2 separate regions of the Triticum aestivum genome follow, and region 1 is linked to region 2. The links are chromatin contacts, called in public Hi-C maps. All regions are on one chromosome and are shown on one strand. The core of a region is the stretch at or near the end of the contact, and the rest is flanking DNA. Distances in the headings are between cores, read along the strand shown.

Region 1 (5,564 bases), core at 2,253-4,752, 260 kb after region 2:
TATCGTCACGGCCGGACTCCAAGACTATGAAGATACAAGATGGAAGACTTCGTCCCGTGTCCGGATGGGACTTTCCTTGGCGTGGAAGGCAAGCTTGGCGATACAGATATTTAGATCTCCTACCATTGTAACCTACTCTGTGTAACCCTAACCTATCCGGTGTCTATATAAACCGGAGGGTTTTAGTCCGTAGGACAACAACTTCATCATCAACAATCATACCATAGGCTAGCTTCTAGGGTTTAGCCTCCTTGATCTCGTGGTAGATCTACTCTTGTACTACCCATATTATCAATATTAATCAAGCAGGAGTAGGGTTTTACCTCCATCGAGAGGGCCCGAACCTGGGTAAAAACATTGTGTCCCTTGTCTCCTGTTACCATCCGCCTAGACGCACAGTTCGGGACCCCCTACCCGAGATCCGCCGGTTTTGACACCGACAGACACCCTCAAATAGCGAGTCGCCGAACGTGAACTCGCAGCAACTCCTATTCTCTGACAAGTGTGGGTCGGCCAAGTGTAGCAACTCAATGGGTGGGCCATCCCTTTTTGCCCCCTTTCTCTTTGTTATTTTTAACATAATTTAAAGAATACTCGAAAAATTTATAAAAACTGGAATACAAAATATTTTCCTGAATTTGAAAATTATTAATGAATTAATTGTTTTATAATTTACAAAGGAAAAATTGAATTAATAAAATGTTCGACAATACAACAAAGGTTCGCAAATTTGAAATATATTAATGAATCCATAGAATGTTTGTGATTCTGAATAAAAAAATGTTCATAATTTAAAAAGTGTTCATGAAATTGAAAAAATGAGTGTGAATTCAAAAAGTGAGTGTGAATCCAAAACATGTCTAAGAAATCAAAACTATTGGTGAATTTGAAAATTTTAGAAATTTTCATAATGTCCAAGAATTCAAAAACATCTTTGTCAATTTGAAAAAATGATCATGATTTCAAAACAAATCGTGAATCAAAAAAATGTTCACAATTCAAAAAATGATTCGAGAATTCATAAAAAAATTGCAAATACAAAATTTGTCGGTCAATTTAAAAAGTGTCATGAATTCAAAAGATGCTTTCATAAAAAATAGCGAATTTGAAAAATATTCATGAATTCAAAAATATTGTGAATTCATAAAATTGTTTGCGAAATGAAAAATAAAATGAACTTTGACCTTCCAAAAATAGTTCAAAGTTTTGTTTCCAAAAATGATCGTGAATAGAAAAAATATGAGAATTCCAAAAATGTTCGTCATTTCAAAAATTGTTCGCTGTTTCTAAAAATCTTCATATTTGCGCAATAAAATCATGTTCTTTCAAAAAATAAGCCAAAAATTGTTCACGCTGTTAAAAACTGTTCACAATCGGGCATCCACGGCAGTTGGAAGCCACAGAGCTGGTGGTGCAGGTGGTAGGCGGGCTAGCCCGACCTTATCCACCACCACAACTCCAATCGGGCATGGGGCAATTCCTCGCATCACCGTCTATCATTGTTGTTCCTCTGGCGCTAAGAATATCCCTTGAGGGCAACTCCTCGATCCCGACAACCATCGAACATGCCCTAAAGCTTGGCTTGTATATATGCACCGACTGTCTTCGTCACCACCCGTTTCGCCTTTCTTGGGCTGGCAGGACGTTAGCGATGCGTGTGTGTTGTGATCTCCATAGGGCCCCTCTCGCACCTAAACCATGGTTTGAAAATCGTTCATTATCCGTATGACCAGTATCTTGCTGCTCCAACTATGTTATGGAATTAAACAAAAATATATTTGCATGCGAGTCCATAGATAGTACCTCCTGGCCCCGCCTAGTGTTGTACAGTCGATACCTTGCCAAGATCTCTGTGTTAAAGCTCAAAAAAAAAAAAGATCTCTGTGTTAGGATATGTTCCAAGGTGCATTGTGTGATGCACATCGACATCTTGTGATGGAACTTTAGCTTTGTTTTTTCATTTCATTAAAAATCACCAGATCTACATCGAGATAAAACATTTAAAATTTAAGATGAAATCAGCTGCATGCACAGCTTGCATGAGTCTAATATATTATGTGAACGCATCTTGCACTAGAACATAGCAGGACTACGCCAACTAGCTCATTGCATGATTATGCCAGCCAGCTACTGGTGGTGCAAATCAGATAAAAGTTTAAAAAGAAATAACAACAAAGAATTTATTATGCCACTCTTAAAAAAAAGCAACGACTTCATTGAAACCGGCTTTGATGTGCACTGATCCTTTTGATCAAACAGGATCGGGATGGCACCACGGAACATGGTCCTCCTGGTGATTCTTGGAGAGACGGATGCCGGCGTGGGTGAGCATAGCCCAGATGTGGGTGATGAACTCACCGCTATTGCCCAACGCCAACGCATGTGCATCTTGTCCTCCCGATGGCCTGCGAGCCATGAACACGAGCAGCTCCGCCCAGAAGTCAAGGAGCATCTTCCAAACCCTCTCGTCCTCGTGCAATGTATCACCATCGGCACTAGTGTCTCTTTCCTCTAGTTGCTTCCCTAGCTTGACGCCCGTCTCCATGGTTGACATCTCCTTCTCTTTAGTTGAGAAGAACCTCATCAGGTGCTTACGACGGTGCATGGTGGTGCAATAGCTCTGGAAGAAGCTGTTGAGTTCCGCCTTGATGTCCCTGTACACTTTCTCCGTCCATGTCTTGTCGTCTGGGAGGAGGCATGGCTCGTATACCACGAGGTATGCGCAGTACCTTGACAACATCAGGGCAGCCCGGCCTTCTGGCTGCAATGGGTGCTTCTGTCGGTTCCTCGTCTCAAATAGGGCCGTTGCGATGTGCCACACCACGATCACTGTGGCGACATCCATATTGTCCTTGCACGCCCATTTGAGTTGAGTGAATTCATGCTGCTCCAATGCACCTATGCCGTTGCTGAAGTCCTTGTCGGAGTTAGGGTCGAGGATGTTCTTCAAGACCTTGACAATGGCCAGATTGACATCAATGGTGACGATGGCATCCGAGAACCCGACGAGACGCCTGTTGAGCAAGGTAGAGATGAGCATCCACACCCGAGAATGCAGGTGAAGCGGATTGAGCTTCAAAATGTTGAGCTGGTGGACCTTGATGATGGGGAACAAACGGTGCTTCGCCCACAAGATGATCTTGATGATTTGCCTATGGTGGAACAATCTCTGCATGCTTTTTTTTCGGACGTAGTTGCAGATCAAGGACACTAGAAACCAGTCAGAGATCACGTAATGGATCAACTGATATGTCTGGACGAGGAGGAGGGCGAGCATGAGGAGGTAGGTGATGATGATGTCAAAAGTGGTACGCACGGTGACAACCAAGGAGGCCACTTGGTGCAGAAAGCACTTGTGGTGTACCAGCATGGCGATGAATAGACCGATGAGCCCCTTGAACAGCGAGCCCAATACGATGATGATGTTGGCATTGCTCGTGACGAGCAACACAGTGACGCCATAGAACACGACAAAGACGATGGACAAGGCGAAGTTGGCCAGAAAGAGCTCTGGCCTAGGCAACGCCAGCGGGATGATATCTTGGTAGTACTCATCCATGAACCTGAGCTCTAGCTCTACCACATGGAACGCCCGACGGGCGTCGAACACTTCATCCCCCGTGAGCCTGAGGAGGCCCCAGAGCACGAGATCACGCGCTTGTGTGGTCTTGACCTCTGCCATGTGGAGGTGCTCCATCTTTCGTCGGAGTAGCTTGAAGAGTGCGAGGGCGAAGCAAATGTTCTCCAACTTCCATTTCCTACTCTTGTCGTACTTGAAGATGGCTTCTGTCTCGGAGAAGCCCCATATGTCACATACCCGGACCAACTCGGACTTGTTGGTCACTAGGTCGCCATTTAGACCGCCTCCTTCGGGGACAATGTTCTCCCTTTCTTCGCCGCAGATCTCAAGGCCAACGTTCTTCACTTCTGGGTCATGGATCTCGAAGCCATAGGGCGTCACCTTTCTCTTGAGCCGGCCCTCTCCCATGACTACATAGTTGCAAGTCCTCATGATGTGGGTGCCCGGTGGGTGTGTGTCGTCTTCGTTGGACAGTTGTCGGCCCGCGTGGACGAGCTGCGCCATGTAGCCAGAGACGAGGGCGGTATTCTTGGCGAGGTCGAAGGAGTCTTTGGCGACATGGATGCAGACGGCCCGCTTGCAAAGCGTTGCGACGCCAAATATCCAGAGGATGATGAAGAAGGGTTTGATGCCCAAGCCATGAACGTAGGCGTAGATGAGGTAGCCGATCCACGCCATGCGCACCACCTCCTCCATGGGGTACAACAGGCTATAGCACCCGATGCCGCGGGTGAAGGCTTCAGCGGCTGGCGCCATCCCCGCGGAGACCTTCTTGCGGAGGAGCTCGACGAGCAGCATCCAGAGGATGACGATCTCCGTGCGCCGCTGGTTGCTGGTGTCGGGCTTGCTCTTGGTCTGGGAAAAGATGTAGGACATGAAGGGGAGGAAGAGCGTGAAGCATGCCTGGAAGATGACGCGCATGGCGATGGAGTACCCGCTGTGGCGCCTGGTACGGCGGCCAAGCATGCAGAGCACGACGAGCCCAAAGACAAGGACCGTCACGACGACCGTGGTGGTGACCATGAGCCAATCATTGGCGTGCATGACGTCTTTGTACTCTGGGCTGGTGCACACCCCGCTGCTGCTGCCGCCCTGCGCGGTCGAGGCGCCGCCGGAGTTGTACATGGCTACCTCCTCTGCCCGGCCCTCTCCCCTTGGCCTCCCCTATGTGGGTGCAGGCAGGCGTAGTAGTGTGTGTGTGTGTGTGCGTGTGTGTGTGTGTGAGTGTGTGTGTGTGTGTGCCGCCGCTATCTATATATATATAATACTACACACATGACCGACACAAAACATGGTTGTGGACACCAGATGACACCTTGGCACGACAAGGATCGATGCTCTCTTCCAAAGAAGAAGCGTCATCCTTTTGGACAAACAGATTGACCATGGCTTCTCTTCTTTCCGCAGCATCTCTCGGGGTCTTTAAATATTCCTCCAAACTTGTACGTCTCCTTTTTTTCAAAAAGGAGGTTATCCTCGGTCTCTGCATCAAAACGATGCATACGGCCATCCAAACTTGTACATCTCCTGGACAAAGATTAGATTGATGCGCTCTTACATTCACTGCAAAGGCAAAGGCCAGCCAAAAGTTAAAGCAGCATGCTGCTTTGATTTAAGAATAAAGTTGGTGCAGTCATATATAAGCTTCTAACTTATGCTTTGTCATTCCGGTCAGGACCCTCTTGTTTTATGTTGTCCAGAGCTTTTGATCACACAATGTCGTCAAATATTTTGAATGTAAGACGGTTAATCATGTGCCGCCACAACTGACTATTCAATGTAGATATGTCATCTGGACCCATCCCGTCTTTTTCTTGACGAAAAAGCATCGGTACGTTGCTGGATTTCACTGATGAAGATGGAGGAGTACATAGCGAAAAACTGTCACAATTGGGTGGTTAGGTTTTTTTAAGGGGGATAGTTTCCTGCCGGCGAGGCTCGCCGGCTGAAACTTCAGCTTATTTCTTGTTGTTTTACCTTATAT
Region 2 (5,383 bases), core at 847-3,346:
AAGAAGATAAAAGAATGGAATACCAACGGCGTCAATTATGTATCACACCTTTCAGTTATATCTCTACTAACAGTTTCTTAATGTCGGTGGTGACGACAGCGGACGTGATGACTGCGGCGGGTTAGCTGCAACGTGAGGACGGAGGAGGAGACGGGGAAGGCAAGGCATGCTAATCTCCTCTCCTTCTAACACTGTAACAATCTCCGTTTATGTGCAAACAGACCACATTCACCTGTAGTCCTGGAGTTGTCAAAACATAAATCCCGAGTCTCAAGTCCTGGAATATCATCTTTTTTTTGGTCGATCTGCTCTTTGGTTTATGCCCACTTGGTCCGTAAAGAAGTGCATCTTGCAGATGTTGGCCAACATTACATATTTTATATTAAGAGCCATAGTTTGTAGTGATGTACAACTAATGACACTAGCACATATGACATGTTAAGAAGCGTAGTCTGTAGTGCCACTACTAGGAAAAGGGCTATAGATGATATGGACACTAATGGCGCATCAGACATGTGGTGCGCCACTATATATACTAATGGCGCACCATGTGTTAGTGCGACATTAGTGTCCAAATACTAATGGCGCACCACATTTACGGTGCGGCACTAGTAACAATTTCTTTTCGAAACTAGTAATGGTGCACCAGGGATAGTACGCCATTACTAGTTAAACTAGTAATGGCGCACCACATCCACGGTGCGCCACTAGTAAATTTTTTTCAAATTTTTTTCAAAACTAGTAATGGCGCACCACATCCACGGTGCGCCGCTAGTAAATTTTTTTCATTTTTTTATAAATTTTTTTATTTTTTTTAAAACTAGTAATGGCGCACCGTGTGTGTGGTGTACCATTACTAGTTACTAACTTGGCCCAAAAATTCCACTGAATGCACCCCCCTGGACCGCCTTTTCAGTTTTAAAAAAATAAAAGAAAATGATGGAAATGTCAAAAAAATAAAAGAAAATAAGTTTCCCATGTAATATGTGGTCTGGTTGTTGGGAAAATTTACAAATATGAATTTCGACTTTATTTGCAAAATCTCTCTGGAATTTGTAAAATGGGCATAACTTTTGCATACAAACTCGGATTAAAAAGTTTTTTATATGAAAAATCATCTACTCGAAAAGTTACGGGGCTTTCAAGATCTAGAGGCAAAAAAATTCAAACTTACTAGTGATGCACCGTTTGCTAGGTGCGCCACTAGTAAGAGAAAAAAATTGCTTTCTAATTTTTTTTTTCAAAAAAAATGACCGGGAAGTTTGAAATATTTTTCAAAATTTCATCATACTCATGAACATGAACAAAGTCCTAGACATCAACAAGGTTTAATAGGATTGATATGATAGATATATCAACAAGTGCCTGTTAAGTGAGGTGGTGCTGGGGTTGGATAGAACTGCGAAGTTAAGCGTGCTCGGGCTGAAGTAGTGTGAGCATGGGTGACCTTCTGGAAATTTTGACCACTTAGTTCGATTTGACTTGAGATTAAGCATATTGACCCGAGATTAAGCCATAGTGACCCGAGATGAAGAAAAAAAATTGAATTTTTTTTGAATAAATATTTAAAAAAAATTGTTAGTAATGGCGAACTTCTATGTGGTGCGTCATTACTAAGTCAGATAGTAATGACGCACCATGGGCTATACTAATGACGCACTGCCTGGTGCGCCATTAGTATCTGGTATACTAATGGTGCACCTGTGATGCGCCATTAGTAAAAAAATTCTAATGGCGTGGTGCTAGTGGGGCACCTGTAGTGCGCCATTAGTAGGCAAAATAGGTGCGCCACTAGCAGGCCTTTTCCTAGTAGTCCAACATAGACTAATTAACTTGTCTGGCCCTACACAATCTTCTGTTGTTGCTGCCTTTAATAATTCTTGCCAAGTTAATTTTCACTAGAGGGTCAGAAGTAGGGATCCGGCTTGCCTGCTCCCGCTCCATGCTCCCATCCATGCTCCCACCTCATCCTACGGCTGTCTTTTTTCTTTTTTTCTTTCTATCTAATCATCTCCCCCCCCCCCCCAGATTTTAAGGAGTGGGGCCGGACCTTATTTTATTTCAATCAAATCAAGCCACGTATGCGGGAGCACGGATGGGCGCACAAGCAGGGAGCAGGCAAGTCTCGTCCCAGAAGTAGGCTCCTTAGCTAGCGAACAGGTGAGGGGTTTGGTTCAGATATAAAAGTTAATCCAAATGTCGCCGCAAGTAAAATGGTAGTGAAAAGCTGCAGACCCTCATATTGTTCTGCATGAACGTTGTTAAGGGGAAGAAGCCATTGACAACAGGATATAGTGGGAACCAACTGACTTAAGATTGGCATTATAATAACTGACGAAAGTGAAGTTCCTCGCCGTCATTATCTGCAGTCTGGTTGCCATTGTCTGTGCTCTGCTTTCCCTTTGCCTTGCTTTCCCTTTCAATTTGCCTTTGTCTTTGCCTTAAACCTACCAGCCAGCCAGCTTCCAAGAAGTCTTTAAATCCGTTCTTCCTACTACACGCTACGTGCACAACCACCTTCCAAGAAGTTCTTAATTTATTCTTCCTACTACGCATACCACCACCTTCCGAGAAGTTCTTAAATCTGTTCTTATTATGCGTATCACCACCATCCAAGTTCTTAAATATGTTATTCCTACTACGCCTACCTCACCAACCAGCGCAACCGCGGCTCTCTCCTTTCACATTTTGCTTCTGCTGCTCCTCTATTGCAGAGCACACCCACCATTCCTCTCTCCCCAAGGTTCTCGTTCTACTCTACACAACCCTACCTCTTTACCTCCACTTGAGTACCCTCTGTTCTGACTACCCTAGTGACTAAGGCCTTGGTCGGATCCCCTCCGCTCCCCAACTGCAGCTCCCGGAGCGGAGGGAGCGCCAGCACAATCGCGCGGAGCGGCTCGAACCCAGCTCCTCGCGTGGAGCGGAGTTGGGAGTCTGGAGAGCTTCCGAACAGGCTATAAGTGGCCACCTGCTCCTGCTGCATCGATTTGGTTCTGCAGTTAAGGTAGGTAATTTTGTTCATCCTTGCACCATTTTGGTTGGTCAAGCTCTATCAGCGGCGTCGCCGTATGTCTACCTTTTCTCACCTGAAATTCCATTTGTTTGATCAACTGATTGGACTCCACTGCAGGTTTGTTGCTGATATTATCAGTTTGGACTTCGAGTGAACTACTAGTACCATAATAGGGGGATGGAACCTATGGTTGTCGGTACACTACCTGATAATCTGGTGGTTGAAATCCTCTCTCGGCTGCCGTTCAAGTCTTTTTGCCGCTTCAAATGTGTCTGCAAGTCCTGGCTTGCCTTCTCATCAAATCCAAACTACCATGAGAACCTGCCGAAAATTCCCACTGGCCTTTTCGGCCAATACCAAGACCTTAATAAGAAGGCTACCAAGCTTATTGGCCAGCCCCGAAAGGTGGAGCAAATTGATGGAGCACTTAGTTTCTTGCCACAGTACCCACAACTGGAGCTTGTGGATTGCTGCAATGGCCTAGTCCTCTGCATGCGTAGGAGCATGGATTGGAGCAACCGTAAAATTATCTACCACTTCATTGTGTGCAACCCCGCAACACAAGAGTGGACGAAGTTACCTGATACCCGTCCTTACCAAGAACATGGTATTTGCCAAGCTATGTTGGTTTTCAACCCATCATGTTCCCGACAGTTCTATGTCCTCAACTTTAAACGGGATCCTTCAACTTCGTTCTTGAGCGGGCTCGAGGTGTTTTCATCCAACCTTTCCACATGGCTTGTGCATGATGCATGGTGGAATTCTGGGATGCCCACTGTTATTGGATACCGACACTTGTTCATAGATGGTTCACTTTATCTGTTTAGTCTGCGGAGGAATTCAAGGAGGATCTTGGTGTTGAACGGCTTTGAGGCGATGAGTTCCTGCATACCGCCTAATCGTCGGACTATCAAGTTGCCAAATGACCCTTCTGTTGAGTCTCCGAATGGCCTTTCCGTTGGTACGTACACTCAAGGTTTCTTTGGACACTCTCTAGGGGCCTTGCACTTTGCATTGCCAGATGTGGATGGGCGTGCGATCCGGATTTGGAGCCTCGATGTTTCCGGGCCATATAAGTGGAGTATGAAGCATCGTCTTAGTATCAGAGATGCGTTTGGAAGAGACGACCTTTCTCACTATGACTCCACTCAACAGTGTCGAAATTGTGCTTACAGGATTGGAGCCCTCGACTTGGAGAGTGACGTCATGTTCCTCTTTGCCGGGGAAAACAAGCTTCGTTCATACGCCATCAGCACTGGGAAATTTCATGAGCTCGGTGACATTGAACAAGATCATGAGCATAGCTATGGCAAGTTCTTTTATTATATTGCATGCTACTTGAAGCTTCCAGCATCCGTGCCTTTTCCTTAGCTATTTTTGTCGAAAACGAAGGGACTTGGAACGTAGCAGTTGAAGTTACTAGCATTTGTTGGGAAACCAAGCTGGAGATGATTTGTGTGTCTTCAGTTCGGCAAGTAATACTATTGTTGTATGAAAGGAAGGAAGCTGGCCTAGTCTAGTAGATGGTGTTAAGAAGGCCTTTTTGTTGAAGGACTTTTTGTATCTTCATTTTGCTTCCATTTGGTTAATTTGTAAGGGTCTAATCAAACACTCTGAGTTCTGAAATATCTCTAGTTTTCTTGTAATGTGCCGTCCATGTCTGTTGCTGTAAGATTAGAAGAAAAAATTGTCGTGTCAGTTAACCAAGTTATTGGTGTTTGTGCTTGCTGCTAAACCTGCTATGTTTGGGCTGAAACTGTAGTTTCAGTTCGGTTGAGCAACCATCGTCAGACCGATTTTGCTTCCTCTACAGTTTGTATTAGTGTTCAGTCATGTAAATGAGTAATAAATGGACGCGCTACAGCAGCAGCAAGAAATGGAAATGGTCTGCTTTGCTTCCTGTACAGCAGCGGCTAAACTAGACACGCATTAGACACCGTACAGCAGCAGCTACACACTGGACAAACACTTGGTTTCAAACTTTGGGTTCCAACAGGGTGTGGATTGGTTTGGCTTCAAAATACCTACAGTATGGATTGGTTTGGATTATAGCTTTTTGGCCTGGTTTAGTTTGGATTACAAACTATTCCCAGGTTTACTTGCTGCAAATAAAGAAGCGACGGAGCGCAAGGGAAACTGCAGGAACCAACTGCGAGACTCGCTCGTGTCGCCTCCCTTCTTCCCCGCCGCCGCCGGAGGAGGCCGGCGAGCGAAGCTCACCCGGCGGACGGCGGGCTCTCCTCCTCTCTCCGCGAGGGGATCTCTGGCCGAGGTGCGATGGCGACCCTGAGCGCCCAGCGTGGAGGCAGAGTTGGCACGTTCGGGCGGCGGCCCGATGGGATTCCGGTGGCGGCTAGGCCACCACGG

What was found. A called contact is a pair of places that touch in the nucleus more often than the background predicts.
Region 1: a contact with region 2 is called in a Hi-C map of leaf, with 8 times the contacts expected there. The contact joins the enhancer-like site here to the promoter of LOC123133071 in region 2. A contact is called at or near these places in 2 of 5 Hi-C or Micro-C datasets (both in leaf).

What each region holds. Positions count from the first base shown.
Region 1 is chr6B:7,162,544-7,168,107 of IWGSC CS RefSeq v2.1, forward strand. No RefSeq gene overlaps it. Among protein-coding and RNA genes, the nearest start is that of LOC123133077, 44 kb to the left of the region's middle. Within about 2 kb of position 3,503, at least 1 of the 8 cell types and tissues checked has an H3K27ac peak or open chromatin away from gene starts, as enhancers often do. A contact at or near this core is called in leaf, where this site is marked.
Region 2 is chr6B:6,899,863-6,905,245 of IWGSC CS RefSeq v2.1, forward strand. It overlaps LOC123133071, which reads left to right and starts at 2,097. Exons shown (of 2, transcript XM_044552609.1): 1 at 2,097-3,007; 2 at 3,134-4,678. The coding sequence starts at 3,194. The coding sequence ends at 4,387.